Linked DNA regions of Delphinus delphis: region 1 is linked to region 2. Evidence: chromatin contacts called from public Hi-C data. All regions are on one chromosome and are shown on one strand. Each heading gives the region's core, a stretch centred on a gene start, on an enhancer-like site or on the middle of the called end of the contact. The rest is flanking DNA. Distances are from core to core; before and after follow the strand shown.

Region 1 (4,881 bases), core at 1,099-3,598, 310 kb after region 2:
GCACAGATATACATGAGTGCCTGCAAGGTAAAGGCTGAACAAAAGCCAGGCTCTAGAGAACCAGGAATTTGTTCCCCAAAGCAGAATGAGGAAGAAGGCCCTGAATGTTAGCAAAAAATTATTTATTGTTTAATCATCAGTTACACTCAGTATAGCTAGGGCAAAAAAATTTTCTGTAAGGCAGAAAAAAGCAACGAAACAAACAAATGTGTCTGATGCTTATTAAGAATCAGAGTCCAAGGACTTCCCTGGTGGCGCATTGGTTAAGAATCCGCCTGCCAATGCAGGGGACACGGGATCGATCCCTGGGCCAGGAAGATCCCACATGCCATGGAGCAACTAAGCCCGTGCGCCACAACTACTGAGCCTGCGCTCTAGAGTCCGTGAGCCACAACTACTGACACCTGCGTGCCTAGAGCCGGTGCTCCGCAACAAGAGAAGCCATCACAATAAGAGGCCTGCATGCAGCAACAAAGACCAAACGCGGCCAAAAATAAATATATAAATTTATTAAAAAAAAAAAAAAGAACCAGAGTCCACTTCTAAGATTCTTCCAAGATCTCACATTCTGTTTTTTTTTTTTTTTTTGCGGTACGCGGGCCTCTCACTGTTGTGGCCTCTCCCGTTGCAGAGCACAGGCTCCAGACGCGCAGGCTCAGCGGCCATGGCCCACGGACCCAGCCGCTGTGCGGCATGTGGGATCTTCCCGGACCGGGGCACGAACCTGTGTCCCCTGCATCGGCAGGCGGACTCTCAACTACTGCGCCACCAGGGAAGCCCTCACATTCCTGATTATATACTTGAATAAATTATTATCACCAAAAGTAAATAAAAAAGCAAGACAAAAATACAAAACACTTATTTCTTACTCTTGCTAAGTGCTTTTCACGTATTATTTCTCATTTACTCCTCACGGCAACTCTACTATGTGGAATGTTATCAACCCCATTTTATCAATGCGAATGTTAGGTTTAGAATAAAGTGGGATAAAGTTCCCCTCATTTCATGAAATCATAAGTGCCTTTGTAAGTGATAACAACAGAGTCAAGCGCAGCGACTACAAAGCTGTGGTAAAACTTCTGGTTATTTTCTGCACTTACCTGGAACGTCTTCTGTGCGGGGATCGAGAGCGGCTTCTTCTCCGGTCTCGCTCTCGGGACCGGGACCTTTCTCGGCGCCTGCGTTCTCTCTCTCGGGAGGTGGACCGGGACCGCCTACGCTCTAATATAAATACAAAATTGTAGAGCCGAAAATTACCTCCAACATCTACTGGATGCTGCGCCGACCAACAGTAATATAATGCGCGCCATTTCTAGATGTCACATTAAAAAAGTAAAAAAGACGCATGAAATTAATTTTAACAGTATAGATTTAACCCAATATATCCAAACTATTAGCATTTCAACATGTGCTCATTATAAAAAATGGACACTTTATTCTTTCTTTTTTCCGCATTAAATCAAAGAAATCCGGTGTGTATTCGACTTCAACAGCAGCTCTCAATTCCGATTGAGAACATGTTAAGTGCTCAATAGCCCTTTGTGGCTCGAGGGCTCATTTAACTTTTAAGATCAACCCTGATTAGCTGAAGGTGATAAAAACTAACGAGGGGGCAAAATCGAGGGACTACCTGACATCTCCCGATCCAAGTCCTGGCTTCTCTACCTCTCACTGCCCACTTCATGGGCCAGAAGACATTACGAGGTGAGCTTACGAGGTGAGCTCCCTGCACGCAAACTCCTAACCATCGATTTCCCTACTATAAACTGGAAAGGAAACCCTGAGCATTTAAGAACCTGGCGGTATCACATGCTGAGTGTTACGCAGTGTGGCATCAATTCTCACTTCAGTTTTTAAAGGTAAGCAATATTACCCCCAATGTCTAATTACGGGAACTCGGACGCAGGAAGGCTGAATGACTTGCAATCGGTCACCCAGAAATGAAGGGAACCGTGGCCTGACTCTACATTCCCCAGCCACAAGTACAACAAAAGTTACTGTATGAGGGCGACAAAGGGTCGGCGAAACCCCAACTTCGGAAAAAAACTGCCTTCAAATCCGAGGGCTGAAACGTGTAGGGCCCAGGTCTTCGTTCCCCATCCACCCCCTCTCTTCTCCTCCTGAGAAAAGGTCCCTCCTCTCCGCGGCCCTTGGACTGGGAACAAAATGGGAGACGGGTCTTCGACCGAGCCCCAGACCCTCAGAACTGCTTCTGGACTCACCCCTTCGCGGGGACCGGCTGCGGCTGCGACCCATTCGGAGTCCTCCCCAACCTCACGCCGCCCCGGAAACGACTATGCAACAACTTCCGGGAGGGCGGGGAACTGAGCTTTCCCTGCAGCCTGGGAAGCGTCGAAACGAGTCGCCAGGGTTCCGGCTTCTAAGGAAGGCGGGAGGTGATGCGCTTGCGCAGAGTCACGCGGCCCCGGCCCGATGTCCCCTCTTCCGAGTCTGGAGTTTTCGCCGAGAGCAGTTATCCTGTCTGCTCTTTCAACCCCCGTTTCGAGGTGGCTTCCCCATTTTCTTTGTCCACGGTGGGCGTTAAAATGTGTTGCCTGATGTTATTATAGAAATGTCTGGAAAAAGCCATATATAAACCACCCTAATACAGTTCTCATTCCTCCCCACCCCCCATTTTTCTTTCCGACTGTCTTGTCCACATGCATAAAATATTTCATACCAAACCAATTGTAAACACAGCATACGCAAATAGTTTTAAGTCCACCTGGGGAAGAACTAGGGTGGGTCAGGAGGCAGAGGGGGAAAGGGGAAATAAAGTATGGTTGAGAGCTTTTATTGAGTTTTGTGGGAGGGAATAGCAGAGGCTGGGAAGCAGGCTAAGTAGGTTTAAGACTGACTAGTTTGAATAATTACAGCGGGCCTTGGGATTTAGGGGCTGTCCAGAGCTGTTGTTACCTGGCCCTGGGGTCATTATAGCAGAGGAAAAATGCCTTGGCTTGTGAGCTCGATAAAGGAGGTGGTTGGAGAGTACGGGCTTTCCCCTGGCTGGTTTGCATATGAAAGGCACACTCAGAAGGGGAGTCTTTTGCTATCTCTAGAAATTAGCTAGCCCTGGGAAGGGCAGTCTCAGCAAGGCCCCAGATGTCAAAACAGCAGAAAATGAAAGAAATAAAGGCATGATTAATACAATTATTCACACAAATGTTTACTGCACACCTATGTGCCAGAGGATTTAATCAATGAAAAAAACAACTCTGCTCTTGAGTAGCTTGCAGTCCAGTGAGGGATACAGTGTCAAGATGCACTGAGAGGGGCAGAACAAGATATTATGAGTGCACATAAAGTGGGTACCTAACTGGTTTGAGGGGAAAGCTTCTCAAGAAAAGTTTCCAGGAGGAAATGATGTCCAAACGAGACCTTAGGGATGAGTAGAAATTAGCCAGGTTAATTGGGGTGATTTCTGTGGTGTGGACAGGTGGAAGAGATTGTGTGGGCAAAGGAGACTGCATATGCCAGGGCAAGAGGCAAGGGAGCAGACAGGCTAAAAGTAGAGAACTAAAGAAGTATGGCAGCCACCTAGGCAGCAAGAAGTGGAATGTACAGACAAGACTAGAAACCTTGTAAGCTATGGTAGAGTTATCCTGAGGCAAAAGCAATAGCCTTTGAAGGGCTTTGAGGACCGGAGGGAATCACATTTGCGTTTATTCAGAGAACACTTTGGGTAACTGGAGACTTGACTACAGGGGGAGAACACCTAGGGAGGATGGTACAATAATCTAGACTGGAAACTCCAGTGGCCTGTACTAGAGTGTTAGCAGTAGGTAAGGTGAAAAGTGGCTGAATTTGAGAAGTAATTGATAAAACTGGAAAAACTTGATTTTTGGAGACAGAGAATGATAGAATTTTAGATTCAACAATGACATCCAGGTTTGTGCAACTGGGTAGATGGTAGCATCATTTGCTAAGGTACATAATGTAAGTTTTGGGTAAAGACCATATATGTTCAGATCTTGGACATACTAATCCGAGGTGCCATTCTGAACATCCAAAAGGAGATGCCAACTAGATGTGTTATCTGGAGCTTGGAAGAGAGATCTAGGCTGATTTTTTGATTCCAAAAAAAAGGAATCGTCGGAACATAGATGTTCATTTGAAGCCATGAGAGTGCATGAAACCACCCCGGGGAGGCTGAGAGAAAAGGGCCTGGAGACAGCTAGAGGAAGAACCCCAAAATGAGACTAAGGGGGAGCCAGAGAAAGAGAAGGAAAACCCATTGAGTGTGAGGTCAGAGAAGTTTTAAGAGAAGGCTGCTGTTTTTAAGGAGAACAAAGCGGTTAATTTTAAATGTTAAAAGGAATGGAAAAAAAACCCCACATCTAACCTAAAGGATTTAGCAACAAAGTCTTTGCTGACTCAGTTTTAGTGGAGTTGGGTTGTGAATGGCTTTTGCAGTGGAGAGAACTTGTATAACCTTTTGTTTTTTTTTTGGCTGCACCACACGACTTAGCTCTGCCACCAGGGATCGAACCCAGGTCCATGGCAGTGAAAGGCAGTGAAAGCAGAGTCTTAACCACTGGACCACCAGGGAATTCCCTGCATAAAACCCTCTTGAGAAGTTTGGCTTATGCAGGGCAAAATATGGCAGTGGGTGGAGGTAAATGTAGAAGGTTTTTCAAAGATGGGAGAAACTTAAGCATGTTTAAAATATTGGTGTGAGTATAAAGGGAAAAAAAGCAAAGTACAGAAGAGAAAGAAAAAAACCAAAGGAGTAAGTTTCCTAAAGGGACAGCCCTGAGATTAACCATAGGCAGGAAAAGAAGTGGTATGTCTCTAAGTGGCTCCTCCCCCTTTAAGATGTGGGATAGAAACTGTATTCTGCTAGGGCTTCCTTATTTACTGATCAAGTTGCCCGCTCTCAGA
Region 2 (4,932 bases), core at 1,677-4,176:
AGAATTCAAATACCCACATCTTGGCATCTGTTAATAGGCTGGGTCCGCAACCTGCGGCAAGTAGGCGAAGTCATAAACCTGAGGGTCCAGTTCCATCTCAAAGAACATCTATACTCTCAGCACACACATTGCCCAGGAAACAGCTCGGGGCATCATGGGAACCTTGGTATCCTGTAGGCTGTTTCCACTGTAGATGTGCATTCGTTTCACGATTGCTTCGTGTGTTGTCTGGAGAGAAGCCAGACCATGGGCAAAACTGGGTTCGCACTTGGGAGCCTCGGTCCATGAATCTAGCTGAAAAGAGAAAAAGACAGTCCTCTGAAGTTGAGGTGGAAGAGCTGCTCAGTGGAGTTGTACACTGCAGGATGGGTTGCATCGAAAGACTGGTCAATCTGCTCAATGGTGGGAGCTATGGCTTGAGAATTGAAATGCACACCACAATATTTTAACTTTACTTTAGTCAAGTCATATATTTCGATCACCTTAAGTCTCTGATAGTTTCATCCCATCCTGAGCCAGGTTAAAGATGAGGTGATGGCTTAGAGGAGACCAGTGCACCTTCCCATTGCTTGTTTCCCAGAGAACACTGAGGCACCACCTCCACGCCCAGCATTGGTTTGGTTCGCTGATCCGGCGGCCTCCCTGCCGCAGCGCAGACAGACCGGAGCTCACCTGACTGGCAGCAGCCTCGGGAGGCCCTGTGCATTAACTTCTAATGGGCAGAAATGTCCTCAGAGCTTTCTGAAAGATTGTCTCCCGGGCTATAATCCTCAGGTTGGCTCAAATAAAATTCTCTATTGCTTTCTTAGATTGACTATTAATCAAATTTTTCGTGGACAATATAATGTCCAGAATAGACAAATCTATAGAGACAGAAGATTAGTGGGTTGTGGCGGGGGGTGGAATGGGGAATAGGAAGTGACTTCTAATTGGTAAGGGTTTCATTTTTTCGGCGGTGAACGTTCTAACATTGATTATAGAGATGGTTGCACATCTCTGTGATAACACTAAAAAAAAAACACTGGGGTTTCCCTGGTGGCGCAGTGGTAGAGAGTCCGCCTCCCGATGTAGGGGACACGGGTTCGTGCCCCGGTTCGGGAAGATCCCACATGCCGCGCAGCGGCTGGGCCCGTGAGCTATGGCCGCTGAGCCTGCGCGTCCGGAGCCTGTGCTCCGCAACGGGAGAGACCACAACAGTGAGAGGCCCGTGTACTGAAAAAACAAAACAAAAACACTGAACTGTGCATTCTATCTTTATACATTTTTTTCCTTTTTTTTTTTTTTTTTTGGCTGCCAGCCTGGGGTATTTCAATTCCGCGACCAGGGGTTAACCCCAGGCTGTGGTAATGAAAGCCCGGAATCCTAACCATTAGGCAACCAGGGAACTCCCAAACTGTACATTTTAAATGGAAGAAATGTATGTTATGTGAATTACATCTCAAAACGTTGTTTAAAAATACTATCCACTATTAACATTTGTCTTATTCATCCCCAAAAGACTAATATTTGATATCTTTGAATAAAATCCCAAGAATGTGCACCAGATTCTAAAGACAATTCTAAAAATGGTTATCCAAAAGTATCGAAGTCTAAAGGAACTAGTCCAAAGAAAACACCACATTTTGGGGCATGTACATTTCCCAATGTTTAAAAACTTTTACATAACTTATGAAATGCAATACAAAACACATAATGAGTATACTGAAGTACATTTCAGAGCCCTAATTTTTCTGCTTCCCTGGAAGAGGGCTGAAATTTGTATATATTCTGAGTCAGTTGGTTTTAGAATTCTTGGGACCTATTTGCATTAAAGAACTATTTCTTAAATATTTTTCAGTATACATTGAATATACCAAGGAGATTCAAATATAAAGAAAAATTCCGCTAAGATCTAGAAATACATTCCAGGCTCTCAAAAATTTGGTTAATACCAAGAAGACATTCTTTTTTTTTTAACATCTTTATTGGAGTATAATTGCTTTACAATGGTGTGTACTTTCTGCTTTATAATAAAGTGAATCAGCTATACATATACATATATCTCCATATCTCTTCCCTCTTGCTTCTCCCTCGCTCCCGCCCTCCCTATCCCACCCCTCTAGGTGGTCACAAAAAAGCACCGAGCTGATCTCCCTGTGCTATTCGGCTGCTTCCCACTAGCTATCGGTTTTACATTTGGTAGTGTATATATGAAGAAGACAAATTCTTAATGAAACTTTTTGTTTTTTGGCCGCGCTGTGTGGCTTGCGGGTTTTATTTCCCTGATCAGGGATGAAACCCAAGCCCCCTGAAGTGGAAGCGCCGAGTCCCGCCACTGCACCTCCAGGGAAGTCCCTTGAAACTCTTTTAAGCTAAAAATAAAAATTTTTTTAATGAGATTTTTTCCGTACAGAAAAAGCAGGAACATCTATTCAACTGTATCGGAATGAGAGAAAAGAAATCATTTCTTATATGAAAAGTAACAGATTATATGGACTCTCAATAAACTTTTATTTTTGAATAAATAAACAAATCTTCCGGGAATACACGTTTGCTTGTACGTCAACCTAAAGCATTTCAGCGAGACCAAATATCGTGAGCGCCGCTGGTGTAGTGGTATCATGCAAGATTCCCATTCTTGCGACCCGGGTTCGATTCCCGGGCGGCGCATCTAACTTTTGTCCTTGCCTTAAATAATTTTTATAATCTTTCTTCTTCTGGAAACACAATTTTTCATTTCCATGAATATTTATATTTCACTATAAATTACTGTTGACACATTCGAATCTGGAGTGGAATTCAAAAGAGTTTCCTCAAGTCATGAACTAGTTAACCTTTACGCCTGCGCAGTCTGAGACATCCCCGAGCGTCGCTGGAAGAGCGGCTGCGCAACGAGTGAATATAAGGACTGAGGTGCAGCCTGGCGGCCAGGAGGTTGAAAGTGCAAGATTCTTCTGCGCCTGCGCGGCCCGGGTCACTTCGCTGGCCGCTTCAAGGCTCCCGGCTCGCCGCCATCTTGTGTTGGGGCTTCATTGTTCGCGCTGGGCCGGGTGGTTTAGTGTAATTGCCGCCGAAGGAGGGGGCGGAGTAACCTCCGGTCGGCCGAGAAACCCAGCTATTTCACAGACATAGCAGCTCAAAAGATTTGTGAGGTAGTAAAGGGTAGAGAGCTGGACCCGGAGGCGCCGCCGCGACAGCAGCAGCCATGGAGGACGAAATGCCTAAGACTCTGTGAGTCTGGGGCAGCGATGAGGGGGGCGGGATGGTGTTGGTCCCGGAGCGAAGCTTCGGCTCTGCGCCGCTCCCCAGCCTATTGTTCCCCGCGGACGCCGCGATATCATGGTTCCTCTCCCTAGCGCTCACCGGGATGCCTAGGGACCGAGACCCGGGCTGTGAGGGGACGAGATGGACGGAGACGGGGCTCAGCCCTCTAAATTAGTCCCTGCCGCGTAACTACCCCACAGCGTCGCGTTTGGCTTCGTCCCGGGCGCTCTGTGGTCTTACGCGTGGAGAAAAGATTTTCATTCAAACCTGTTTTTAGAACTCGGCTAGCCTTTTTGTTCTACGCTTTTCTTCTCTCCCCCCATCCCCCTCCCCCGCGTCTCGATTAACCTCTTTTGATTTTTACAGCCGTCTCCCTTTCATTTTACTTTGATTTTCTCTAGAAACTCTTCCTTTCAGTGTCTTTCGTTGATAAGAATTTTTGTCTTGAAAATGCTTATACTGATTTTCAGGGACTTAAACTTTATTCTCGCAGTTGCCAACTGGAAAAACGCCAAATGTTTTTTCTTGAACTTCTCTGTGGCTTTCCTTCCGTGGCACCCCCTCCCCTGATCAAAAAGCCCCAAATCGGACCCCTTAAGGATCTTGAAACTGCTTTTTAAAAATGGAACTCTCCCCCGGAGGTATATATTAACTGAGGGGAAGTGAATATAATGCATTTTTATCGTCGCTTGCTACTTTTCTGATTGACATGTCGTTGAAGCAGCGGCGAGTTTTTAATGAAGCAACAATTGATAAGTACCTTAACATATTTAGTCATCTCTGAGAATTTTTAGACTTAGTGTTAAGTGATCTTAGTTTGGGATCTTTTCTTTGTCGTGTTGCTTTCCCCGCCCCCTCTCCTTTGTTTTTTTCGCAATATTATCCGCTGAGGTGATCCTGCCTTTGTTGCTTTTCTCGAAAAGAAGAAAAAGCCCGATGAGTTTTTGACGTAGCTTTTTTGTTTTTATTCTTAGAATACTGGCAGTTTGAGAACTCAAGGCAATAAAAATACGCTCAGGTTTCTTTTTGCAACTCTCTGGATATCACAGTTGTTATGAAGTACAACGTAATCAATTATTTTTTTCGCCAACAAAATAGTTTACGTTTTGTAATCTATATGAGAAATATAGTTACACTTGTTTTCTTAATGAATAGGTAAACTTTTTTGATAGTTTGTCTCATAATCTGTTAGTTACGTTATGTGTCTTTTTAATAGGATGCAGCAATTAGCCCATGACTTTTGTCTTTTGAAAGATTATATCTGTAGATGAATACTCCCTAAAACATCATTAGCCCCATAGAGTTTATGGAAACCTTTTTTCCCTCTTGCCTCTTCGCTGGAAGTATGATAGCCAGCAGCATATTGGATTAAGAACGGCTCATCTTTTATAATGTCTTTAAGAATCTTATTTTGAAGTTTTTAATTTCAGAAACTGCCAAAAATAATCTGAGAATTTAACCTATTTAGTACGTTGATTTGGGAATATCAAATAATGAAGACAACTTAAGCTTTCCTAGGCCAGTCTACAAAAGCAAGCAGTACTAGCTTGGGGACAGGGGACCAACCATTGCAGGAGAATTAATGAAGTTTTATTTATTATTTAATTTATTATTTATTTATTGAATACTTATCGTTTGCCATGTGTTCTCTGTTAAGTGCTTTATGAGCTTGTGTAATCCTCATCAGAA

Evidence for each region. A called contact is a pair of places that touch in the nucleus more often than the background predicts.
Region 1: a contact with region 2 is called in a Hi-C map of lung, with 3 times the contacts expected there. The contact joins the promoter of SNRNP27 here to the promoter of TIA1 in region 2. A contact is called at or near these places in 2 of 3 Hi-C or Micro-C datasets (lung and muscle).

What each region holds. Positions count from the first base shown.
Region 1 is chr12:31,235,131-31,240,011 of mDelDel1.2, forward strand. SNRNP27 (small nuclear ribonucleoprotein U4/U6.U5 subunit 27) reads right to left here and starts at 2,349. Exons shown (of 6, transcript XM_060027562.1): 1 at 2,223-2,349; 2 at 1,101-1,221. The coding sequence starts at 2,256.
Region 2 is chr12:30,928,993-30,933,924 of mDelDel1.2, forward strand. TIA1 (TIA1 cytotoxic granule associated RNA binding protein) reads left to right here and starts at 2,927. Exons shown (of 13, transcript XM_060026420.1): 1 at 2,927-3,210. The coding sequence starts at 3,185. TRNAG-CCC (transfer RNA glycine (anticodon CCC)) reads left to right here and starts at 2,579; the gene lies at 2,579-2,649. It also overlaps the pseudogene LOC132435356.